Regions from separate parts of the Mus musculus genome. Here region 1 is linked to region 2. A link is a contact called in public promoter capture Hi-C data. All regions are on one chromosome and are shown on one strand. The core of a region is the stretch at or near the end of the contact, and the rest is flanking DNA. Distances in the headings are between cores, read along the strand shown.

Region 1 (3,129 bases), core at 172-2,671, 210 kb before region 2:
TCTAACAAACAATAAAAAGTAAAACAGGTAAGACAGCCTCTCTCTCTCTCTCTCTCTCTCTCTCTCTCACACACACACACACACACACACACACACACAAGCACAGCCGATCCAATGGAAGTAATTCTTCACCTGAAATTTCCTCTTCCTATGCTATTCCGGTTTGTGTCAGGTTGATGATTTAAAAAAAAAAAACAAAAAACAAAAAACATGCCGGGCATGGTGGCATGGTGGCGCATGCCTTTAATCCAAGCACTTGGGAGGCAGAGGCAGGCAGATTTCTAAGTTCGAGGCCAGCCTGGTCTACAAAGTGAGTTCCAGGACAGCCAGGGCAACACAGAGAAACCCTGTCTCAAAAACAAAACAACAACAACAAAAACAAAACAAGTAACACACCAACAGACTTTCATGTGCATATGAAATCTATGTACCAAAAACTGTGGTAGCCATGAATCCATACGCGAAGGGGAGGCTCAGCAATTAAGAGCACGTGCTGCTCTTCCCGAGGGCCAGAGCTTGGTTCCCATTCCCTATGTCAGGCAGTGCGACAGCTCCAGTCTTCAAGAGCACTCACATGCATGTATGCATATGCGGACACAAACACAGATGTATATGCGTAAATAATTTTGCTTAAGAGTTGACATTCAATGAACCAAGTTCCTCATGTACCAGGAACCGCATTGCTGGCTCTGCACGTCTAATAACGTCAAGTGTTCTAAGTAAACAGCATTGGCTGCAGGGAGGGAGGAATGTGTACAAGAGAGACGCTGATGAAAATGTTTTTAACTTTAGTTCGATTCTCTGACACACATTTTTCACATTCTCCCACATCTCTGAAATCAGGATGTCCCTTGCAACCAGTAACAAGAAGGCACTGTGTCATAGTTTAGTTAGGCAGCCTGCATCTGGTTTGGATAAAATATACCATCTAGGCAAACTAACTATGCTTTTTCAACTGACAGTGGGTGACACATGGAACCTGTATTGTGGATTTCAAGTTTGTGGGGGCACCGGGGTGTAGAGCATGTGTCATCCATCAATCTGAGAGTTTTCTGGGGAAGAGGCCCTTTCCTCCCCAGAGCTCTGCCACAGCCCAAGCCTAGCACAGCCAGCCCCAAACCCGGGCTGATGGAAGCAAAGGAAACTGTGAGCCTCCACTGAAGCCCTTCTCGTTAGAGAAGGAAGAACCCAGGGAGAAGCCATTCCCTGCAGCCCCCAGGGGGAATAGAGGTGAAAGGGAAGGGGAGGATTGCCCCACTCCTCTCCAGGAACCTCAGGCCAATGGAAACATGCTGGCTGGCTTCAGTCACTCGGCGACCAGCCATCCGGGCTAACTAGGAGCCAATTGTAAACCCAGCACAAATGCCGGCCTAGCCTCTTCCAACTTAGGCTGTGTTTACCTGCCAAAACATGCCCCCATTGGCCTTGCCCTCTGCCCTCCGGCTGGCCCAGGCAGGGCAAAGGCTTAAAATGCCAGCCCCAGTGTAAAGCTAAGGAAGCCGATCTCTGAAGCCCTATGTGACCCACCCCGGGCTGAGCAGTTCCCTGAACCTGCCCTCTGGGCCCCACCAGGAGGCAGGGGATCTCCAGGGGCAAGGGGGTAAGAGGAAGGGAGAAGTGGCTTGTGCCAGGGACTCTCCTACTTGGTCAGAGATTGCCACCACCTCCTTCTCTTTGCCCTCTTTTCCCAGGACTCATTCATCCAGTTAAAGGCCTGTCTTCTACTTCCTATACATTTGTCCTGGAATCTGAGGGGCTCATAAACGTTCGCCGACCACTACAACAGATGCCTAAACTCAGAGAGATAATGCCTTGTCCCTCCTAGCCTGACCTGGGGGTGGGGCCTCTTTATTTAGGGGATGCGAGTCCTTCCTTATCCTTTAGGATTAGTGTCTTCCTTAACAAGGTCCAAGACTAGGGTTCAAGGACTAGGAAAGGAAGCTTTCTTTAGACCTGGGTAGGGAGATGCACTTCAGCCCATGCTGCCTTGGTCCTTCCTGCCCACTCCCTGCCTTGGGAGGTTAACTACTAGACCCTGCTAGGGTGCAAATGGGAGCCTAAAAGAACAGTTTGCCACCCCCCTCCAACACACACACACACACACACACACACACACATACTGTGGCCTCCAGGGCTATGAAACCATGCTCTTCCAGAGCCGCACAGAATCCCCACTCAGCCTTCAGCCCTGGAGCCTGGCCCTGCAGCCTGTCTAACACCAGAGGCCTACAGGTGGATTTCTCGGCTATTTTCCTTCCTCACCTGCCCAGGGATGCAGAAGTGGGCCAAGAGCCAATCTAGTGCTCCTACGCCCAGCCCAGCATCCCCAGCCCAGAACTATCTTAGTTGCTATACAGATTGCAACATAAGCTATCAAAGGGGAAACTGGGGTCCAGAGAAGCAACTTGCTGGGTGTCACTCACTCCCAGGGAGTCTGCTTCTTGATCTTAGAGGAATCTTGATCCTTAGGCTACTCTTGAAAGGCTGAAGGGTAGAACTCAAGTGTAAGACTGAGTCTTGAGGTTGAAGCTCTCTCTCTCTCCCTCTCTCTCTCTCTCTCTCTCTCATGTTCTCTCTAATTGTTTTTGTTTTCTAATGGTTTGGGGTTTTGCTTGCTTTTGAGTTTTGGTTTGGTTTGATTTGGTTTTGATTTTTTGTGGGGGAGGGATTTAGATAGGGTCCCACTATATAGCCCTGACTGGCTTAGAATGTGTCACTATGGAGACCAGGTTGACCTGGAATTCCAAGATCAGCCTGCCTCTGACTCCAGAGTTCTGTACTTTGAGGTGTGTGCATCACATTAGCCAGCTCCCCCTCCCCCACAGTCTCACGTATTTCAGACTAGTCTCAAATACACTGTGTCGCTGAGGGTTGCCTTGGCTCCTGATCCTCCTGCCTCAACCTCTCAAGTTTGGGGTACAGGTATCCATTACCTTGCATGGCTCCGGAATGAGGTGCTGGGGTTGACCCAAGATCAGAAGGAGGGGCTGGTTCTGTCTTGCCAGGTGTGCTGAATAGTTTTATGTCAACTCGACAGAGCTAGAGTCATCAAAGGGGAGTAAGCCTCAATTGAGAAAAATCCCTACATTAAGATCCAGCTGTAGGGCACTTGCTTAATTAGTGATCGAT
Region 2 (2,954 bases), core at 170-2,669:
ACTAGGCAATGTTAAGTTCAGGTTTTCCTTCCATAAATTGTGAACAAATCTTCTAAGTCTGGGGATAGCGACCCAGCCCAGGCTCCTGGATAAGGGTCTCCAAGCTTGAGAGTGCTCTCTGGACACTGCCAACAAAGGCCAAGCCCCTTTGGCCACACCTCCTTTCTGTGCTGGCTCCCACTGGAAGAGAGCACCTATATGGCTGCTCACCTACCAGCCTCCCAGAAGAGAACAAAGTATAGAATGCAGGCCTCATCGGGACATACCGTCTGTTCGCTGGCAGCTCTCTGTTCTGCTCTCCTGGAATCAGCCTTCGGCTCTCCACATCCCACGGCCCCTCTACTTCCTCTAGCCAAGAGCTCCTGAAACCAGAGAAGGGGAGAAAGTGGAAACCCGGTGTCAGCTGCCTGCCTGTCCAGTCTGGGACCTGAAGGCTCCCAGAAAACAGTAAGCAAAGAGACCACAGCACAGTGGGTCTTAGGAGCAAGCGACAGAGGTAGGAAGATCAATAGTCTGAGAGTAGCCTGCTTTATGAAGTGAAATCAACTCAAAAAGGAAACCAGCTAGCATTAACGAGTACCTGGCTTCCCCTAACAACGCCTGCGTGTTTATGTATGTACTTCGTACGCTGCCTCCGCTCAGCACATACCCTGCTCTGGAATAGGCCGGTACTGGTCTGTGTCCCATTCACTCCTAGGCTTCTCAGAGTCTACAGAGAGCTGGGAATCCTGGGGAATGCAGACTACAAATGAGACTACAAAGGGCCTGGCAAAGGAGCAAGATGACGATGGTACGGCAGACCCCCTAGCAATGACTAAATGAGCCCAGAGACCATTTCTGTGTACCACAGTGTACAATAAACTTGCCAATGAGCGAAGGCAGACCCGAGAAACAAAATCCAAACCTCAGCAGTTCAGAGCAGTGATTCTCAACCAGGGTGAGTTTACCCCCTGCTTCTCCCAGGGTTAACAGGCAAATGTCTAGAGACATTTTTAATTTTCACAATCTGCAGATGGGGAGGTACTACCGGTGAGTCAAAGTCAGAATATCGACTAAACCTACCACACACAGGGCAGCCAGCATACCGGAGGTGGCAAGGCAAAGGTCACCAGCCCTGAGGCCGAGAACCGCTAGTCTATAAACCGTAACTGTGGGGGGCTGGCAAGAAGGCTCAGTAGGTAACGATGCTTGCTGCAAAGCCTGATGACCTCCACAAGCACACTGTGCTTAAGTAAGTACCGACACACGCTCAAAAGAGAAAACATTTAACCCCGAGCCCGGGGAGCTGAGGCCCAAGGCTGCTCCAGCATCTCCAAGCGCTTGGATAACGTGCTCCCCACTGCCAAAGCCTGCTCTACACACACCACTGCCAATGGCTGGGCCAAGTGAGCTGCCAAGTCCCCTCAGCTTCCCGGGATTGAGGCGTACCTGTAATAAGCTGGGCTGCCGCATGGGGGCAGCAGCCGCCAGTGATCAGTGCAAACAGTAACCCTAGGTGGCTTTCTGAGCATTTAAAAAAAAAAAATACAAACCTCTTCCTACCCCCATCAACCCAAACAGAGCTACAGAGCTGGGGGCTGAAGGCGGTCTTGCGGGCTAAAGCATGTGTTCCTACTGTTGGGACATGCCCTGGCCATGACTCCTGTCACATTCCAGCAGGCCTGGGGCAGCAGGGTGGGGGCAGAGGAGGGCGGGGAAGCAGGAGTAGGACTCTCCTCTCTAAGGTTCCTGGCCTGGATTTGGGGGAGAGCTTGTAATAGTGAAGCACGAGCCACCAGCCTCCGCCCCGTTGACAGGAGGCAGAACGTGTCCCCACAGGGCACAAGCAGCATGCTGTCAGGCTGACTCCCTGCACAGGAATCTGGGAGGGCCAGAAAGGACACCACATTCCTGGGGTGAGAGAACAAACAACATACAACCACAGGGGCTGTCCTCCAGAGGGCCTCGCCCCAGTAGGTGCTCAACCTGGAGTAGGGATCTAACCACAGAGACTCCTGTGGCCTGAGGGAGGGGACCTAGAAAAGTCCCAGAGCACTGTAGGTTAACCAGGGCCTAACATTTGAAGGTGTGGATGTGTGGGTGTGTATGCCTGGGAAACCAGGTAGGACCAAGGCCGTTGACTAAAGAGGAGCCAGGCAAAGCTTCTAGAAACTGATGGGAGCTTCCAGGAGCTGGCCTTCTCCCCACAGGGCCAGCTCTCGATGGCACTTTTTGTTTGTCTGTTCCAGAAGGCAGAGGAACCCTTCACTTGGCAGGCTCCCTGGTGTGATTTGCCACCTTAGCCTGTTTTACTTACCTACCCAACTCCTGCCAAGGCTCGCATTCTCTTCTAGGGACCAGGGCACTTGTGACAACAGTGGACAGGCAGGGCGGACTGAGACACTTTCAGGGTAATTCTATATGTGGGCAGACATGCCTCACTGAGGTGCCATATCCTATAGCTTGCCCTGCCGTGACGGTAAGTCAGGGCTGCAACTATGAGCACATTTTTTCTTCTCTGAGGCTAGAGGCAATCAAACAGATGTCTGGGTTGGGGGATGGTGTGGGTGTGGCGAGGACACAAAGAGCAGATGAGACTCTAAGGATGGAGGTGGGGTGAAAGGTTACTTCTAGCAGTGTCACGAGGGGAGAAACATTCCTGACTAGAGAAGCAGGGGTGATCCACTGAGAACACTGAGAACCTACTGGGTTCCCCAACCCCACACCTCGAGGCAGATCTGTGCCACTCCCTGTCCCAGGTCCATAAATATCAGGGCATGTTGGGACACCTGAACCTCTGCTTCCATTTCCACAATCTACTGACTTCCCTGGATCTTGCCCGTGAGGGACCGCACTGGACAGACTATGGGCCTAGCATCACTACCCTGGACTATAGGACAGGCCTGGGAAGAACAAGGTCCATTTGGACCTGGTGGTCCCCAGCTGGGAGAGGATAACACGGTGAGTTAGAAGCC

Evidence for each region. Capture Hi-C pulls out chosen DNA fragments and counts their contacts.
Region 1: a contact with region 2 is called in a promoter capture Hi-C map of liver. The contact joins two enhancer-like sites. A contact is called at or near these places in 1 of 484 Hi-C or Micro-C datasets (cortical neurons), 1 of 115 datasets of contacts at active chromatin or transcription factors (pancreatic cancer cells) and 2 of 9 other capture datasets (adipose tissue and liver).

What each region holds. Positions count from the first base shown.
Region 1 is chr17:46,055,165-46,058,293 of GRCm38.p6, forward strand. No RefSeq gene overlaps it. Among named protein-coding and RNA genes, the nearest start is that of Vegfa, 24 kb to the left of the region's middle. Within about 2 kb of position 1,422, at least 18 of the 459 cell types and tissues checked have an H3K27ac peak or open chromatin away from gene starts, as enhancers often do. A contact at or near this core is called in liver, where this site is marked.
Region 2 is chr17:46,264,617-46,267,570 of GRCm38.p6, forward strand. Tjap1 (tight junction associated protein 1) reads right to left here. Exons shown (of 10, transcript NM_001252474.1): 3 at 267-362. Among named protein-coding and RNA genes, the nearest start is that of Lrrc73, 12 kb to the left of the region's middle. Within about 2 kb of position 1,420, at least 119 of the 459 cell types and tissues checked have an H3K27ac peak or open chromatin away from gene starts, as enhancers often do. A contact at or near this core is called in liver, where this site is marked.